2 separate regions of the Mus musculus genome follow, and region 1 is linked to region 2. Evidence: chromatin contacts called from public promoter capture Hi-C data. All regions are on one chromosome and are shown on one strand. The core of a region is the stretch at or near the end of the contact, and the rest is flanking DNA. Distances in the headings are between cores, read along the strand shown. Region 1 holds the start of Dnajc25 (DnaJ heat shock protein family (Hsp40) member C25). Region 2 holds the start of Zkscan16 (zinc finger with KRAB and SCAN domains 16).

Region 1 (6,259 bases), core at 122-2,621, 60 kb after region 2:
ATCGGAGCCTGTGGCAACCATTCTTATTCAAACCACCACAGTGTGAGTACTCGTCAAACCTGCAAATGTGACTATTAATAGAAACTCCCCGTCTTGAAAGAGGTATTGGTATTTTGGCTCACTTTGAATTTATTTGAAATGAAATAATTGAGGTTTATAGAGGCTAAAGTCCATGTTGATACTAGAAAAATTTAATTGTATTCTTCCTGAATATCTAACATTGTCTATCAAATCTTCACTTGGTGTACAGACCAATCCCAATGGATAGATCCCTATCTATTAGTTGTTAGCCAGTTGCCATCATAGACCTGGGAAACTATAAAGTCAGTCATGTGGGATATACTGGTCATTCATTATCAACCCGACTGGATTTAGAATCACCATGGAAACACATCTCTGAGTGTGTGTGAGGCTGTTTTCCAGAAGGGTGTAACTGAGGTAAGAACAACATGGACACATCACCATCATACATAGTGAGGCATTGGATCAAATAAAAAGGAGAAAATAAATTTGGCACCCTTTTCATTCCTTTATTCTAATTTCAGATAATGTGTAACTAGCAACTTTGTTGCCAGGCCTTCTGGACTGTGGGGGCCGTATTCCCTAGAACCCTAAACCCAAATAAATCCTTCATCTTTGATGTTGCTGCTTGCAGGTATTTGGTCACAGCAACAAATAAATTACACATTTAAAAACTGTGGTTTATCTGAAATTTAAACTTAATGGAGCACGTCCTCTCCCCACTCCACCTCCTGATTTCCCTGGAGGCATTTGCAAGATCTTAAGCTGTATTTTGATTGTCACAATTAGGGATAATGGTGTTACAGGCACTTTTGTGGACCGTATGGGGGTACTACTAAACGTTTTACATCCTCCGGGCAAATAATTGTTTGCTCTAAAATATAAATAAGCAGAGAAACAGAGAACAAAAAGGCCACGGTCTTTCAGGGCTCCTGGGAGAGAGACAGTGCAATTGTCTAAGTTCATCTTCAGTTTGGGTTAGAGGGGGGGCAATGTCCAGGCCTGGAGACAGGATGCCAGTGCCCAGAGTTCCTACGGCAGCGGATGAAGTAGCGAGGTCGAGAAGGTGGCGTGTGGCTAGTCCTGCGTGTGGACTGTGCCGCACTAGGCGGCTAGGAGCGCTTCAGACAGACAGACACCTACCCCTGCCTCAGAAAAGACCGCTGAGCTACTAAGACTACCAGGCTCCACAACACACAGAAGCCGCCCGAGGCTAAGGCGTCCTTCTCTCCTAGCAACGCGCGGGGACGGAAGTGGCTGCGGCGCCACGCCCCCTGCGCCTGCGCACAGGCGCGGCCTGCTGACGTGGACCGGGCTGCGGGGCCGAGCCCGGCGCCGAGGAGAGCAGCCGCGGCCGCTGTGCTGGCAGAGCGGCGAGCGAGGCGGGGATGGCGGCGCGGCTCGCTTTGCGCGGGGGACCCGGGGCTGCCGGCCAGCGCCCATGGCTGCTGCTGGCGCCGCTGCTGCTGGTCCCGCTGCTGGCGCGGCCCGCCGAGGCCCTGGTGGAAGGGCTGTACTGCGGCACGCGCGACTGCTACGAGGTGCTGGGCGTGAGCCGCTCGGCCAGCAAGGCGGAGATCGCGCGGGCCTACCGTCAGCTGGCCCGGCGCTACCACCCAGATCGCTACCGGCCCGAGCCCGGGGACGGCCCCGGGGGCGCGCCGCCGAGCGCCGAGGCTTTCCTGCTAGTGGCGACCGCCTACGAGACGCTCAAGGTGAGGCTCGCGGGCGCTGATGGGTGGCTGGGGATTTGGGTCTCCTAGCCGGGTGATCAGGTCCTCTACGACCCCAGCACACTGCTGCCGCCTGGACTTTTAGGAGGTCCACGTTTCCCACGTGGCCGTGGAATGAGCCACCTTGGCCCGCTAGCCAGCATGGCCACCTCCTCGAGGACAGTTTTGGAGGACAGCCAGTTCTGTTTTTGGACAGTTGTTATGCAAAGCTTTGCACTTATTTTATTTTTGGTGTAAAAAGCATTCTGGTTACTTGAGGTGCATGCTCGGAAAGCAGGGTGATTGTCAGTGCTAGGATCTGAGATAGGACATAGAACAGAAAAGTCTGAAATACTGAGTATTAACAACTGATCATGCCAATTTGATAGGACAGAAGTTTGGCCTCTGGGATAATGTCAATAATGACATTTATCTAGAAGCGCGCGCACACACACACACACACACACACACACAAACAGCGAACTATCAGTCCGAAAACTGGACTGTGACTTTTGGCTCTGACAACTCCTGAGTGACCTTGGATAGTTGTTTCTGACTTGGGGCAGAAGATTGAGAATTCCTAGTAGGAAAATAATTTTTGGACGTGTGTAGTGATCTGACAAAGGCTTTATTGCCTGCTGTGCATGTAGGAGGATTTAGCTTGACCCCCTTTTCTTTGATTACTGCAGTATATGTAAAAAAAAAAATCACCTGTTATGTCATGCTTGAGGGAGGTATTTCTGTTTCAAGAGCCCCATCGGAAGACTGCAGCGTCAGTCATAGCCGTGTTTCCATCATAGCTGTGTCTCTTTCCTAGGTTTTTGTTGTTGTTGTTGTTTTGTTTTCCAGCCTTCTTGTAATGACTACTTTGGATAGCTGTATTACCATTAATGGTGGATTAGTCCTCCAGATTAGCTTTACAGAGTTGGCAATTCGGAGTCAAATTCCCTTTCTTTCAGGCTTAGAGCAGTTTGATGTTTGGAGCTATTAAGACTGTACTTCACTGACTAAATTCTCACCAGCTAGTGAGAGTACAGTTTTTGTTGGCACTCAGTTGAGGTATGGGCGAGCAGTTAGAAAGAAATTTGAAGGCTTAGTCCCCATTATTAGAGGAATGAGTGATTGAGAGAACAGGCTTCAAAAAAACCAGAAAGAACTTGCTCCCCCTGGAACCACTCAGCACATGAACCCCAAACTGTTTGCTGAGGAACGTGTGGTTCTATGCTGCCCGACCTTCCAAGGGCCTCGAGGTGCACTGGGGGCTCTGCTGAGAGAGCCAGGACAGATAGGAGCAGAAGTGCTGGCAACTGTCGCCTTCGCCTAGGTTTTGTGGGGCAAGAGATGGGTGGGTAGGTTTGGCGGGGGAATGGTAAAGGTGTTCATAAGAACTTTGAGAACAAGTGCCAGGACTAAAGTGTAGTGCCAGCAGATGACATTCTCAATGGAAGTACTCCTAGGACTCAAAATAGTTATGCTATTTTCTTAGGGACACTGTTTCCAAAGTCTAATCTGGTTGTTTTGGTTGTTTGGTTGTTTTGGTTTGTTGCTTCTAAAGGTTTCTACTCTAAAGTTTAGAACTGATTTATCAGAAAATAAAAAAGCTAGGTAAAACAATGTGTCCACTCAAGGCCAAGGGGCTTCTAGGCAGTTATAAAGTGTGTTGTCTGGCATGGTGGTGCACGCCTTTAATCCCAGCATTTGGGAGCCAGGGGCAGGTGGATCTCTTGAGTTTGAGGCCAGCCTGTTCTACAAAGCAAGTTCCTGGATAATTGGGCTACACAGAGAAACCCTGTCTCCAAATACATACATACCACCACCAACCTTCCCCCTCTCCTCCCAAATACCTAGAGTTCCTAGAGAAAGTAACATTTTACTTGACTCTGACAAGGTGTTTGTAGTAGCTCAGAACACTCAGAACACTCAGAACACTTCCCAGCAGGGAACTAGAAACTTGTGGAGTTTGGCACTGGAGGAGAAGGCCCTGGGGAGTGTTCTAGCCCCAGCTCCCAAGCCGAACTACGTCAAGATACAGCAGAACTCTGAAAATACCTGTTTAGAATTTAGATCTGAACATAGCTTCAGCTTCTCAATGGAGTACTGATAAGCTCGTCTCTGCTCTTTATATTGCCTTCAGCTGGAAAAGGACGTTAAAAGCTGTGGTGTCAAAGACAAATAGGTTGCCTGATTTGTGTTTCTGTTGTAATGGAGAACTGAGAAAGTTGCCTAAGAATAACACTTCTGAGTAATGCAAAGACTTAATAAAGATGCCATCCAGTTTGTAGGACGGGCTGATCTTCCAGTTATTCTACGGAGGTCATGCAGATATAATCACTGTTTGTTTGTATCATATCTTTAGTGTGGAAGAAGGATTTGTGGGGGAGAAGAAATATAGATGAACTTTACTAGGAACTGGTCAGGTAGACTGGTAGGGGAAATTGAGGTCCAGGGGCTCTGGACTCTAGGATAAAAAAATGGCACCCAGAAGCCTGTCCCTAAATGTTGAGCATAAGTACATCTTCCACATGGGAACTGCATTCGTGTTTGACGTCAGTGGACTTGTGGTTCTGTGCTCATATTGAGAGCAAGGGGAGCAAGGTGGGCTTTGTTTTTGTTTTGCTTTGTTTTTTGTTTTTGTATTAAAAATAAGTACAATTAATGAGACAAGAAGGTAAGACCCGTGGTCATTACTAATTTAGGAACAAGTGAGTCCGACTGTGCATGAGGAGATTGAGGGAAACCCAGAGAAGGGGTGGGTGATGGAGGGAGGGCAGAGGCCGTCCATGTGCAGATGCTATGCAAGGTTACACTTGGTTCCTGTTAGCAAGGCCGTTCTGGGTCACGACATGACTCCAGACAGTTGTGATCTCACACAGTGAGTGTGATGTGGTGTGCTTTTATGGCTGTTGGGAATTGAGAGAAATCCTAGACTTTGGAAGAAAGTGGACTCACTGGCTCAGTCAGCGCCGAGTCTCCTGGGGTGGAACACTCTAGTCTGGCCGTGGGAACTGCTGTGGCTATAGCACTTATCACACTGAGTGTAAATTTCAGGAACCCTTCCTTCTCTTGCACTAAACATGCCCCTTTGTCATGTGTATCCACAGGACCTAGCACAATGTCTGGCACATCAGATAGTGAATATTAGTTAAACTCTCATTTGGAGACAGTTGGGACAGGATGGAAATTAGAACTGTTCCCGCTGTTTGACTCAAACTGTGATTTTAGAGTAGTACAAATAATATGAACTGGACGGCTGGGAGTGAAGCAGCCTGCAGGAGAGGAGACCTGTGCTTCCCACTTTCATTGTTTTTAGGGCTTTAAAATGAGAGCAAAAATAACTGTGAATGTAGGTAAAAATTGGATTAAAAAACCAAAACCAGGAGATAGCGCAGAGTGAGCAGATGCAGGAACAGCCAGAAAAGATTCAGTTAACAGTTATGGTCGGTAAGAGATGAAGACGTAGACGCGGACAACGTTTCACAACCCGACAAGAACATAGGAAAGGTCACAGCAATATTCTGCTGTGAAGGTTATCTGATTAAAAGTTAGAGCGTGTAAAGAGATTAGATCTGTCTTGGAATGGAGGCTTCACCAGAACAATGCTTGTTTTTCTTTTTGTCAGTGGCTGAGGTGGCAGAACTCCTAGCACTTAGAGAGAATTTGGCAAAAGGAGGATCTTGCGCTCCCTGCCCTGTGCTGTGACTCACTGCAGGTTTCTTACCAGATTTCTGACTGTCCTTTCCTGAGCTGACAGGAGGTGCTAGTGGGGAGGCAGTGGAGGTACAGCTCTCTCTCCCTGTTTTTTGGTTTTGTTTTTAAACCAAGAATTGAATTTTGTATATGAGCTATATACCCAGAACTTTTTCTTTTCTTTTCTTTTCTTTTCTTTTCTTTTCTTTTCTTTTCTTTTCTTTTCTTTTCTTTCTTTCTTTTTCTTTTTTCTTTTTTCTTTTTTCTTTTTTCCCTAGATAAGGTCTTACTATGTAACTTTGGCTATCCTGAAACTCTATGCAGACAAGATTGGCCTTGAACTCACAGAGATTCTACTACCTCCACCTCTTCATTAAAGGCTGTGCCACTCTGTTGGTCTAGATTATTTATTTATTTTGGTTTGGCTTGGTTTGGAGTCAGGGCTTTCTATAGCTTAGGCTGGCAAGCCTCAAACTCTCTTTGTAGCTGAGGGTGACCTTGAACTCCTTATGCCTTGGCCTCCCGAGGGTTGGGTTTACAGGCTGTTCCATGACACACAACCCATCTCTGTTTTTCAATTTTAGTTTTTTTAAAAAATGTAATTTTCAGCACTTGTGAGGCAGAGGTAGGTGGATCTCTAAGTTTGAGGCCAGCCTGGTCTACAAAGTGAGTTCCAGGACAGCCAAGGCTACACAGAAAAACCCTGTCTGGAAAAATAAACAAACAAAAAAAATAATTTTGATGCAACATCCATCTAAGTTACTCAGGCCTTGAACTCACTGCATAGCAGAAAGATCTTTAACCTTATAATCAATCTTTCTTAGTCTTCCAAGTAGCTG
Region 2 (6,572 bases), core at 3,600-6,099:
AGAGTGAAACCACTGGGTTGCATAGTAGTGAATAAACCCTTTGAACTAAGTAAGACTTTATTTTCCCTCCCCTTTGCCCTTCCCTCTTCCTCTTCCTCCTCCTCCTCTCCCTCTTCCTCCTCTTCCTCCTCTTCCTTCTCCTCCTCCATTTTCTTCTTCTTCTTGATTTTTAGAGATAGAGTTTCTCTGTTTGGCCTTGACTGTTCTGTAACTCACTTTGTAGATCAGGCTGGCCTTGAACTTATAAAGATCTGCCTGCCTCTGCCTCCCAAGTGCCTAGATTAAACTTGTGCTACACCCTTTCTCATTTTTAAATCAGTTACTTCTTCCTCTCCCTCATCTAACCCTCTTCACTTCAATAAAACAATCTCAAATGCTCATCCTTCTGTCCTCCTGTCAAACTCACTCACAAGCTCCCATCCCACTGCTCTTTTACTCTGGTCTGCTGCAGGGCTACTTTATGTATCTTGAGAAAAATCAGTCATGAGACACGGATGGATGATTTCTAATCTCAAATGGGCCCTTAACACTGTGAGAGAATCTATGTATTTCCGCTCAGCAATCCTCTTCCCAGCAACTATCACAAACTGATCTCTCCACAGGCTTTAGGCCCCATTTCCCTCCTTCCTTCTGCTGTGCGATCTCAGTGGGGAATCCCTCAGATGCCTTCTATTACATATTTCCTTGCAAGTGCCTCCCTTCTTTCTGTTCTGAGGAAGAGTTAGCTTTGCCTCTAGCTGCCCAGGGTTTAGCCCTCCATGTGTACTTCCTCCAGAATCTTTACTTGTAAGATGTATCTTTTTAAAAAAGATTTATTTACTTCATGTATATGAGTACACTGTCGCTGTCTTCAGACACACCAGAAGACAGCATCAGATCCCATTATAGATGGTTATGAGCCACCAGGTAGATGCTGGGAATTAAACTCAGGACCTCTGGAAGAACAGTCAGCGCTCTTAACTGCTGAGCCATCTCTTCAGTCCTGTAAGATCCATCTTGGTCTGCTCCTTCATCTCACCTCTCTCCAGTGGCCACTCACCACTGTTTACATCTGGCTTGTTGGCTGTTTCCAGAACTAGTCACCCTTTATAAGGCTTTACACAGCTAGGGAGGAAAGTTCTCCATTTCTCCTAGAGAGGGAAGCATGGCCTCCTGCTGTCACTAAGATCCTTGGAGTGCCAGCAAAGCCAGAGGAATGAGGACCTGTGTCCCAGGAGGAGGCACACCTTCCAAGCTCAGGGCCTACAGACTGGATGCCATGAACCCTCCAAGTCCTAAGGAGATACCTAAGAGGCAGCCTAAGATAAGCTATGTCAACGTGTCATTTAGAAATGACACTCTACTTTATTAGACAGCATTTGGAGCAAACAATAGCAACAGCTGGAGTTTTGTTTTGCCTTGAGATAGGGTCTCACCATGTTTCCCAAGCTAGCTTCAAACACATGATCTTTCTGCTGCAACCTGAGTGCTAGAATTACAGATGTGCACCACTGTGTTCAACTAATATCAAGTTTTGCAACAACTGCCGCAGAACTAGGGAGGTAGCTTAGTAGATAGAGTGTTTTGTTTTTGTTTTTTTTTTTTAAGTATACATAAGGCCCTGGCTTCAAGCTCTAGCATCCCATACACCCAGCATGGTGGCACCTGCCTGCAGTCTTAGCACTCAGGAGGTAGAGGTCTGAGGGTCAGAAGTTTATGATTATCACCCTTGGCTATACATTAAAGGCCAGCATGGACCACAAAAGCAAGCAGAGGCTGGAGAGGTGGCTCAGTTGTTACGAGCACTAGTTACTCTTGCAAAGGACCTGGATTCTGTTCTTAGCTCCTACCTGTCAGCTCACAGCCACCTGCAACTCCAGTCCCAGGAGATCAGGTACCCTTTCCTGGCTTTCAAAGGCACTAAAAGTGCAGGCAAAATACCCATAAACATAAAATGAAAATAAGCAAGTTTTTTTTAAAGCAAGCCAACAAATAAAACTCACCTGTCCAATACTATCGACTAAGATCCAGTCTTGTCCTTTTTTTTCTAAGTATGGATGAGGATTCCTCTCCCCAAAGGCTTTTTTCTGTGCAGAGCTGATTGGCTGCCACTTTGCTGCTGTCTAAGTGACCTTGGGCATGCCTCTTTTCTGCACTGTCTTTGAGAGGCCAAACCCACTCTATCTTGGGACCAGCCTCCATCTAAAAGAAAAGAAAAAAAAAATCCTGCGAACTTGACCTACAACAGAACCCAAGCTGACCCACGTACCAGGAAGGACCTCATGGCTTGTCCTTGGCCAGAGTTACTCCCTAACGACTTCCTAGTAACAGTTAATCAAAGATTAGTCTGGTTGTTTCAGATGCACTTTAAGACCGTTTGTGAATGTATACAGTCTTGCTTCAGAGCACCCACCTGTCGGTTTATAGTCATTTTATTAGATGCTTGCCAGACTGGACACCCCTCCTCACCCCCTTACTTGCTCCTATTTTCCTATAAAACCTTGTCCTGCTGAGGGTTCGAGGCTGCTCTGCCTTCCCTGCCCATCCTGCTGTGTCAGGATTAGGTTGGAGGAGAGCCCAAGCCCAAGCTTGTAATAAAGAAACCCTAATACATCAGAAACGGCTCCTTGGTGGTCTTTGGGGTTCACGAACGATTCCTGGAACAACATCTTTTTTTCCTGTAACATAGGTGGGAGGAGTAGGCAGGCCCTTGGCTTTTCAGTTTCAGGTTGATCTAGCTCAATGGTCCTTAACCTTCCTAACATTGCCACCCTTTAGTACAGTTCCTCATGTTGTGCTGACCCACAACCATAAATTCATTTTCATTGCTACTTCATAACTGTAATTTTGCTACTGTTATGAATAATAATATATCTGTGTTTTCTGATGGTTTTAGGCAACCCCTATGAAATGGTTGTTCAACCCTAAAGGGGTCTTGACCCACAGGCTGGGAACCACTGTTCTAGAAGGGCTTTAGAAAACCAGTCAGCCCTTTACAAAGACACACATAAGCATACATATGTACTTCCTTCCCTATCCATGTAGCAGAACAGGTGCTGAGTTATGAGCTGTATAAACAGGAAACTAATGTAAATAACTAATCACAGGGGAATGCCATGCAGCAATGAGATCAGCTAGTTCATAACCATAAGCAACAATTTTGACAGATGTCATAGGCATAATAGTGAATGAAAGAAGCCATCTTTATATAAAGAGTACACACTATCTGTTCTAGTTAGGAGAATTTAAAATTCAGGGTATGGAGATAATAACAATTCCACTTTGTTATAAGTTAAAAACAAGGGCTGGAGAGATGGCTCAGTGGATAAGAGCACTGACTGCTCTTCCAGAGGTCCTGAGTTCAATTCCCAGCAACCACATGGTGGTTCACAACCATCTGCAATGGGATCCAATGCCCTCTTCTGGTGTGTCTGAAGACAGCTACAGTGCACTCATCATATATATATATATATATATATATATATATATATATATATAATAAGTAAGAAAATAAATAAATAAAATCTTTTAAAAATAATAAAAACAAACAAAACAAAACAAAAAAACTTGGGTTGTATGATGGATGGATCCTGCTTTTAAACATTCAAATGAACACCCCACCCTCCATCTGAAGCAAACGCAGAAGCAAACTTCATGCTCTTTGGCAGCTGCAGTACCATTAAACAGCACCCTCGGCCCATTTCTGGACTTTATGAGCTAAGAGCCGTCACCCTAATTTCAAAAATCTAGAAACTGCTCTCAAAGGAGTTACATCAGCAGTATACTTGTAGGACAATCTTCTAGAGTAGATATAGATGCTGATGTGGTCATCTTTACTAAATGTGATCTGCCTCACTTGTGTTAACTTGCTCCTGCCCATCAATGGCTGCTGTATGTCTCCACATTCCAGTACTACTATCATCTCTGGGATACTGGGATGCCACGGCTCTATCTTCCATTATCAGTTAAACCACCTCTAGAATCACTTGGTAGACATGCCTATGGGCATGCCTATGTGGGATTATCTTGATTGCCTGCTGTGGGTGGCACCATTTCCCGGGCAGGAAATCCTAGATTGTATAAGTAGAGAAAGGGACATGAGCACCAGCATGCATCCACAGCTCATTGCTTCATGGTTGTGGATGCCACGTGACCAGCTGCCTCAGGCTCCTGACGCCTTGACTTCCCTGCCATGAGGACCGTACCTTGAGCTGCGAGCTGAAATAAATCCCTTTCCTCCTTGGTTGCCTTTGTCAGGGTATTTTATCACAGTAAAAGAGCAAGTAACTAAGATACTAGCGTTTTGAGCAGTCCTTCCTTGGGAGGGACATAATCTGCCTAGACATGGTATAAGTGATGGACAAGGGGGGAAACGAAGAAGCTATTGCAACAGTGCAGGCAAAGCTTTGTGTAGGGTGCTTGCCCTTGGACCATGGTGGCAGGTGTGGAAGCCAGAGGATGACATTTGTATAGTGTTTTTGCTGTGTTACTTATGGTTTACATTAAAGGCATCCCTAATGTTTCCTCAGTGGATTTTTTGCAACTTTGCATTCTAATGAACAGTGGTGCTGGGAGAAGCTGAGGAAGATTTAAGGTTACTGTGGATGCCGGACTGCTTAGATCTAAAAACCTAAGTGTGTTCTAGGCCTCTAAGCCTCTGGCGCAGCAATAATTTAGCAGCTGAGCCCCCCAGACGCTTTTCTGTGACCATGCGCAACAGGCCAGATAATAGCCTATGGAAAGCACTGGAGTTTCTGAAATCCAGGCCAGCGGACCCCGGGAATCGTAGTTCCTAGCCTTTGCGCAGGCGCAGTGGGTCCCGAAGTCTTGCGCGCGCAGCTGCTGCGGGACAAGGTTCTGAACGCTTATTGCGGTGCAGCTGGCTGCGGATGCTGGTGCAGGTATTGGTGCTTTCCGCCGTTCGGTTCGGGGCTGCGCGGGTTGTGGGCTCCGAGCGCACGCCTTGGGCGGATTGGGACCCAGAGCGTCCCTCGCACCAGGCGCGCTGCGCTGCAGCTGCAGCTGCGGGGGCGTGCACTTCAGCAGCACCGCGCCTTCCCGTCCTTCCATACCACCCTGTGCTCAAGTCTTGAAAACTTCGCCACCATTGGTATTTTGAGCCATATAATTCTTTGGTGTGTCTGCTCGCGTGAATGTATGTGTATGCGTTTGATCCTTTTATTAGATGTTGAACAGCGTCTCTGGCTGTATCAATCAGAAACCTGGATCGTCCTTCCTCCGCGTTCCTAATAAGCTGGAGGTCTCCAGGCTTTGCCAGCTGACACCTGTGGGGTAAATTGCCGCTGACTTTCTCCTACGCGTTGGGAACCAGTACCTGCGTCACATTTTCACAGAGCCTCTGTTGAAGCAGCTGCGCATGTCTCAGTCACTGCGGAGTCCCAGGTACCCAAAGGGGTGCCAGGTGACATGGTGGGCGCCTGATGGTTAGCAAAGAAATAAATGACATCTCGCGTGCTGGGTGTCGGGTCCTGAGGTGGATGGTTAATGCTATGTTAATTGCAATAAGAGGCTAGTATATCCTGCCAAATAGTGGTACATCTCGGGTCCTATTTCTGAGATGTAAGTGATCTCTACAGGCCTGTCCCCACAGTGCCCATTCCCATCTTTATAGATCCCAGTCATTTATGGTATGAATGAATGCAAGCAGCACAGGCTAGGCTGTGTGCAAAAGATCATTTAGAGATCAAAAGGAATTTCACTCGATGGTGGTGGCCTGTCAACAGAGAAGAGTCGGAGCTTTTGTTTTTGATATGGTTCCTGTGAGGTTCCCCCAACCGCTGGTGGGGTGGGGGTGGGGGTGGGGGTTAATGAGGGTTGAAACCACATGCTAGGCAAGTGTTCTATCACTGAGCAGTATCCAGCCCTGGTTTTATTTTGTGTTTATGAGTGTTTTGCCTGCATGTATATCTGCACTGTGCGATTGTCAGAAAAGAGAGTGTTGGATTCCCTGAAACTGGAGTTACAGATGGTTGTGGGCTGCTATATAGGTGACAGGAATAGAATTGATTATGGGTTCCTCTGCTAAAGCCGCAATGCTCTTCACCCCTGAGACCCAGGAGCCCTGTTGGGAAGAATGAGCAAAGGATTGTTAGGAGTAGGAAGGCATCATTCCAAGTGATGAGGGGGCGGGAATCTCGCTGGTGTAAAAGACAGAGAGAGTTTGTGTGTGGTATTTCTGTGTGTGGTTTTTTGTGTGTGGTTTCTGTATGGCTGCAGTGTCGATCTATGAGGTATCCAGGCAAATCTTAAGATTATTCTTTGTGCCCTCTGCTTTGAACTTGGTCTTGGTGGACCCTGTTAAGGGCTTCCAGGCAGGGAAATGACAGGATCGGCTTTTGAGAATTAGGAGAAATCCTTTGGCTACAGCTCAAGAGTGGATTGAAGACAACTAGACTTACAAGAGAAGCTCTAAGGTTCAGAGCACCTGTTGCTCTTCCAGAGGACTCAGATCCAGTTCCGATCTCAGACATGGCAGCTCACAGCCTTCTGTATCTTCAGCTCCAGGGAGCCAATGCCACCCCCTGACCTCCATGGGCACCAGGCACACTTGTGGTACACATGCACACAGGCAG

The links. Capture Hi-C pulls out chosen DNA fragments and counts their contacts.
Region 1: a promoter capture Hi-C map of liver shows a contact between it and region 2. The contact joins the promoter of Dnajc25 here to the promoter of Zkscan16 in region 2. A contact is called at or near these places in 3 of 39 promoter capture datasets (erythroid cells, hippocampal neurons and macrophages), 4 of 484 Hi-C or Micro-C datasets (germinal center B cells, nephron progenitors, pre-B cells and 1 more), 4 of 115 datasets of contacts at active chromatin or transcription factors (CD8 T cells, the SCID.adh cell line and embryonic stem cells) and 3 of 9 other capture datasets (adipose tissue, liver and pancreatic islet).

What each region holds. Positions count from the first base shown.
Region 1 is chr4:59,001,822-59,008,080 of GRCm38.p6, forward strand. Dnajc25 (DnaJ heat shock protein family (Hsp40) member C25) reads left to right here and starts at 1,372. Exons shown (of 4, transcript NM_001033165.3): 1 at 1,372-1,736. The coding sequence starts at 1,410.
Region 2 is chr4:58,938,779-58,945,350 of GRCm38.p6, forward strand. Zkscan16 (zinc finger with KRAB and SCAN domains 16) reads left to right here and starts at 4,850. Exons shown (of 6, transcript NM_001099323.3): 1 at 4,850-4,880.